2 separate regions of the Mus musculus genome follow, and region 2 is linked to region 1. A link is a contact called in public ChIA-PET data. All regions are on one chromosome and are shown on one strand. Each heading gives the region's core, a stretch centred on a gene start, on an enhancer-like site or on the middle of the called end of the contact. The rest is flanking DNA. Distances are from core to core; before and after follow the strand shown. Region 1 overlaps Usp12 (ubiquitin specific peptidase 12). Region 2 overlaps Lnx2 (ligand of numb-protein X 2).

The links. ChIA-PET counts read pairs in DNA pulled down with a chosen protein or histone mark.
Region 2: a contact with region 1 is called in an RNA polymerase II ChIA-PET map of memory CD8 T cells, with 6 read pairs. The contact joins two enhancer-like sites. A contact is called at or near these places in 5 of 484 Hi-C or Micro-C datasets (CD4 T cells, CD8 T cells and regulatory T cells), 3 of 115 datasets of contacts at active chromatin or transcription factors (embryonic stem cells, memory CD8 T cells and regulatory T cells) and 2 of 9 other capture datasets (adipose tissue and liver).

What each region holds. Positions count from the first base shown.
Region 1 is chr5:146,770,918-146,773,515 of GRCm38.p6, forward strand. The region is part of intron 1 of Usp12 (ubiquitin specific peptidase 12); the gene reads right to left. Among named protein-coding and RNA genes, the nearest start is that of Usp12, 23 kb to the right of the region's middle. Within about 2 kb of position 1,319, at least 72 of the 459 cell types and tissues checked have an H3K27ac peak or open chromatin away from gene starts, as enhancers often do. A contact at or near this core is called in CD8 T cells, adipose tissue and memory CD8 T cells, where this site is marked.
Region 2 is chr5:147,062,111-147,064,708 of GRCm38.p6, forward strand. All of the region lies in intron 1 of Lnx2 (ligand of numb-protein X 2), which reads right to left. Among named protein-coding and RNA genes, the nearest start is that of Lnx2, 13 kb to the right of the region's middle. Within about 2 kb of position 1,316, at least 80 of the 459 cell types and tissues checked have an H3K27ac peak or open chromatin away from gene starts, as enhancers often do. A contact at or near this core is called in CD8 T cells, adipose tissue and memory CD8 T cells, where this site is marked.

The DNA.
Region 1 (2,598 bases), core at 69-2,568:
GAAGCAGGTGGATCTCGCCAGTCTGGTCTCCAGAGAGTTTTAGGACAGCCAGAGCTATTGCACAGAGAAATCCTGTGTGGACACCCTCACCCCCAAATATTTTATAAAAACCAATCGCATGAGAGGATGAAGCCACTATGGAAGGACAGACAGCAGGCACGCTAGAGCAGGACTGTGAAGCTGCAGCCCGAGTCTGCTCTGGGCCACAGCATTAAGTGGTTGAGCGGTGCGTCTCTGCCCAGACATGGGTTTCCTGAGGAACAGAACCCATGCCACTGTGCCCTCTTTCCATCTACAAGTAGGTAAGGCGGCCATTTCACCTCCCTAAAACATGGACAGGTGAGTCAATGTGGAACAGTCCGCCAAAGACCAACGACTAGAACAAAAGACAGGGAGGAACCAGCCTCACAGGTCAATATTGTTATTACAGAGAATTATGGTGTTAGATTGTATTAGATACAGATAATTAAGACACACAGATATAAGACCTTGCAGGCCACAAGCAAATGCCAGGTGCACCTCTCCTGAATGTCCAGGACAAATTTTTGGAAAGATGAGGACTTTCTATACAGAGAGATTATCACCAAAGGATGAAGGTGAAGCTGCAGAGACTGTGGCCATCACTCCGATAATAAGAAAGCAGTAATGTGCTAAACCCTGCTGGTAAAGCAAGGACACCACCTGACAACTTCCCTCTCAGACACGAAACACATCGAACAAGCCTTCCTTCTCCCTGTTTCAGAAATACAAAATCGCATGGAAGCAAGCTGATAACCTGTACTGTTCTCATGAAAAGAATTAACTTACTGTAGGATAAACCTTGTATCTGTAGAAATGCGCTAGAAATTAGAAATCTCCTGCATCCAATGTCCATAGCTAAGGCTGGGGGGGGGGGGTACTGACAAGGACATGTTACTTTGAAAAGTTGATTATGAACAATGTACATGTTTATGTGAGAAATAAATGAATGTCCAGCATTCAGACCTGCTATATAGGAAATTTAAGTACACATTGTGTTTGCACACTACAGTTTATGCTAAACTATTATTTCTTGCTTTTCTTGCTGTTTAAATAAATGGGAAAGTTCAATAAATCTTTCTCAGTTTCCTGCTCCAACCTTATTTTAGAAGCTAGCGCTTCTCATTGCCAGGTTGAACATTGAACAGGGTCAGCTGAGGTCAAGGCATTAGAGAGATCGGCCAACCAGGAAGGAGAAAGCGGCTGAGGGGTGGGGAATCCCGCGTGACCTTGGGAGACTAAGAAAGCTTCAGGGGGGAAGGAAGCAGGCGCCCAGCTGGGAGGGTGTGAGCAGCAGGGAGGGTGCGAACACCTCAGCCCGCCTCAGCCCGAGAGCAGGCTGAGAACTCAAGTACAGGCCAGTGCAGACACCACAGCCTCACACCGTATGGAACGAAGCTTAACCCTCATACCTGTCCTAAAAACCCACTGAGATCAACAAATGATACAAGAAAAAAAACCATATTTATACTGTATTAAGAAGCACCAGAGAAAGAGAGTACGGGGTGGGATCAGAGAAGACTTCTTTTTTATTAAAAATAAATTTTATTTTATTTATTATTTTATATATATGAGTACATTGTAGCTGTACAGAAGGTTACAGGCCATGTGGTTTCTGGGAATTGAACTCAGGATCTCTGCTAGCTCCCGCCCAAAAATTTATATATTATTATATGTAAGTACACTGTACCTGTCTTCAGACACACCAGAAGAGGGCATCAGATCTCATTATGAATGGTTGTGAGCCACCATGTGGTTGCTGGGATTTGAACTCAGGACCTTCGGAAGAGCAGTCAGTGCTCTTAACCGCTAAGCCATCTTGCCAACCCAAGATGACTTCTAATTTGGTGTCTGCCAAAAGGCTGAGAAGTAGTGAAACTCCCAATCTGTGTATCTTGTCATCCTCTGGCCTTGCTTGTTGAATTTGATTCTTGAAATAAAAGCCACATGCACATCTAATGCTAGAACTCAGGAGGCTGCGGCCTATGGGTTCAATGGCATCCTGGTCCTCAGAGAGTTCTAGGCCAACTTGATCTACATAGAGTGTTCCAGAACAGGCATAGCGACATAGTGAGGCCCCCTGTGTAGAAAAGAAGAAGAGGAGGGAGAGGGGAGAAGGAGGAGGAGGAGAAGGAAGGAAGGCAGGCAGGCAGCAGCAACAGCAAAACAAAATAAAAACTCATGCTCCAACACTGACTGACCAGCCTATGAGAACAGAAGTAGACCACACTCTGGAATATTTGGGGCGCACATCAGAGGCCATGGTTTTTCCCTAGGGAGCCTTACTACAGCTACTTGGTTACGCCACAAATGCCTGCTATCCAGCCCACACCACAGACAGGCTGGCAGTGGAAGCTGCACTCCTGACCTAGTTCCCACATGAACCGCAGCATCGCCCGGAGTAACCAGGTAGCCTCTGTTTCCTCCCCAGCAAGGAAGGGAGCAGATGTAGAGCATGCACGCCCTCGGCACTGCCACCCAGAGTCTTACGTGGTGTCATTGAAGTAGAAACTGAAGGGTCTTTGGAAGTCGGTTGGATGGTGTTTTGCTGGGGCAAACAGGTGACGGAATGTTGCCTTA
Region 2 (2,598 bases), core at 66-2,565, 290 kb after region 1:
TGCCTTTAAACAGAAGAGAGCATCCATGCACTGGCATGCACCTATAATCCCAGCCCTAGGAGGCTAAGGCAGAAGGATCTTAAGTGTGAGGCTAGCCTGGGCTATACTGAGTCAAGTCACTATAGGCTATATATATAGGAAGACTTTGCCTCAGAAGACCAAGAGAGAGCTGTGGATGTCACCCCTGTGAGGCAGCATCCCTTGAGTTCCCAAGACCACTGGTTTGGATTTCCAGGACCAGTACCCCATCCCCTAAAATTCAAAGTCATTCCTGTCTGTATCCATCAAAGACAGTCTCTACACGGTTAACACCTACATGTAATCAAGAGATGAATGCGGTTTTGTTTGGTTTTGTTTTAATGAATACCATTTAGTTGCAATCTGGAAATTAAGAGATTTCCAAGTGAAAATTCAATTGAATAAGCAGTTTAGAACTAATGTTGAGCTTATTTAAATCAAGGTATAAGATAACATGTTTTAAAATATCTACACATGGCTGGAGAGATGGCTCAGTGGTTAACTGCTCTTCCAGAGGTCCTGAGTTCAATTCCCAGCAACCACATGGTGGCTCACAACCCTCTGTAATGGGATCTGATGCCCTCTTCTGAGGTGTCTGAAGGCAGGGCAGTGTACTCATATACAGAAAATAAATGAATAAATCTTTTTTAATAAAACATCTACATATACAAAACATATACATCTACACATATAGAGATGTATATGCAAGATGTCACACAGCAAACAAGCCTGCTGGGATATAAAAGAGCCTGAATCTATGTGCGACTTCTCATGTAATATCCTGTAGCAGGGAATAAAGGAGTGTGCGCTGAAAGTAATAGAAGATAAACCAGCTGAACTAGATCCTTATATACATGGTTAAAATTAAAGACAAAGCAGGTGAAGAAGGTGTCCACATCAAAAAGAAAGGAAACGAGACAGTTCCCCAGAACCCTCATGATGTGCTATCTCCATCATTGCTTCATCTGCTTGGTTTAAGGTGAGTACACAAAACAAACCCAAATATGTAAAATAAACCTAAATAAATAAATATGTAGACAAGCCTCACATTCACTGGCAAAGTTACTTCATACTTAAAACTGGAGAAAATGCAGCCAGTTTGCTGCTAATGTGAATCTTTTTACAGGAGACAAATTTCTTCCTGGGTCTACTCAGAATCACGGAAGCATCTGGAATTAATGCCTTTCTCAGAATCACTCAACGCACGGCTCTAACCACATCGACACGGTAGGGCGACATCTTGTTTCTCTTGTATTTACTTCTGCCTCTGGGGAAGTCTACTATCACCCCCTTTGTTTCTAAAACTGCACCAGGACGTCAGCTGATGAGTCATGGATCACACTCTAAATCCTTATCATCAAAGAGAGCAGAGCTCAAAAGTTTTGCACATCAATTTTCAGACTAAGTTACATATTGCAGCTTCTATGATGTGACAGAGATGAGCTTTAAGAAGTGAGAAACTTCAAAACAAACTGCAAATTCAAGGACTGACAACGTTATTTTCCTTGTTCCCCTAGTAACTGGTGGGGTTTTGTTTTTCTTAATTCAGAAGAGAAGAACAGAAAGTGAGTTTGAGATGCTGACAGACACAACTAAACAAACGCCTATCTTCGAGAAAGCTAAAACTCCTCTAGAATTGCCTTCCCCAGATGCCTGGCTTTTCTTCATTCCTTCCTACGCTTGCTCTTCAATCATTTCTCCTGTGTGGGAATACCTCCAGGACAGGGTGTGTAGAAGGAAGAGAATGTGGCTGGGGCTGGACGTGTGGCTCAGTGGTAGAATGCACACGGCCCTGAGCTGACTTCCGGGGACGACTTTCTGGGGCAGAACTGCTCACAGGGTTCCCTGGTGAAAAGGACAAACAGCCAAAAGGAAACTTACAGACTTTGGCCACTAGAAATAGTTGGCTGAGATCTGACACATCGCCTTCTTTCAGGTGAAATTCGCCATTAACGCTCCATAAGTGTGCTCACCTGTGTAATAAGCAGCACATGCCACCACCCACTCCTGGCTCAGTGTGTTCATTCTCTTTATAAATGGCTTCCTTGATCTCAGTCTGCCACACTCACCACAGCCTGGAACATACTACATACTCAGTAAATATCCAATAACAGAATTGGGTGTGGAATGCCACCACAGTAGCAAGGAAAATATAATCAGTTACATAGCTACCACGGGACTTGCAGAACTATGAAATTTATTTCCACTTAAGACTGCTCTTTACCCACAGTTTCTGAGCTTCATCTCAGCCCCCACAAGGCTGTCTGCGTTAGTGTCACCATGGTACATTTGGAGTGGTAAGAACTACCTTACAGTCCGTTTTGCCTCCTTCAGTTACAAGCTTTAGTCCGGCTCAAACCACAGGAAAGCAACCTGAAGCATGTCAAGTCTGGAAGGCTAACGTCACACTGAGGAACTTGATCACAGGCACATTTTGGAAGGGAAGCAGTTAGCCTTATGAACATCACTTGACAGTTGGGCGTGGTGTGTAAGAGTCCTCTGGTTTGGGAACTGAAGGGCTTTCATGACTGTGAGGTTCTCACCCATCAATGAAGAGACATCTTTTTGTTGCAAATGGAG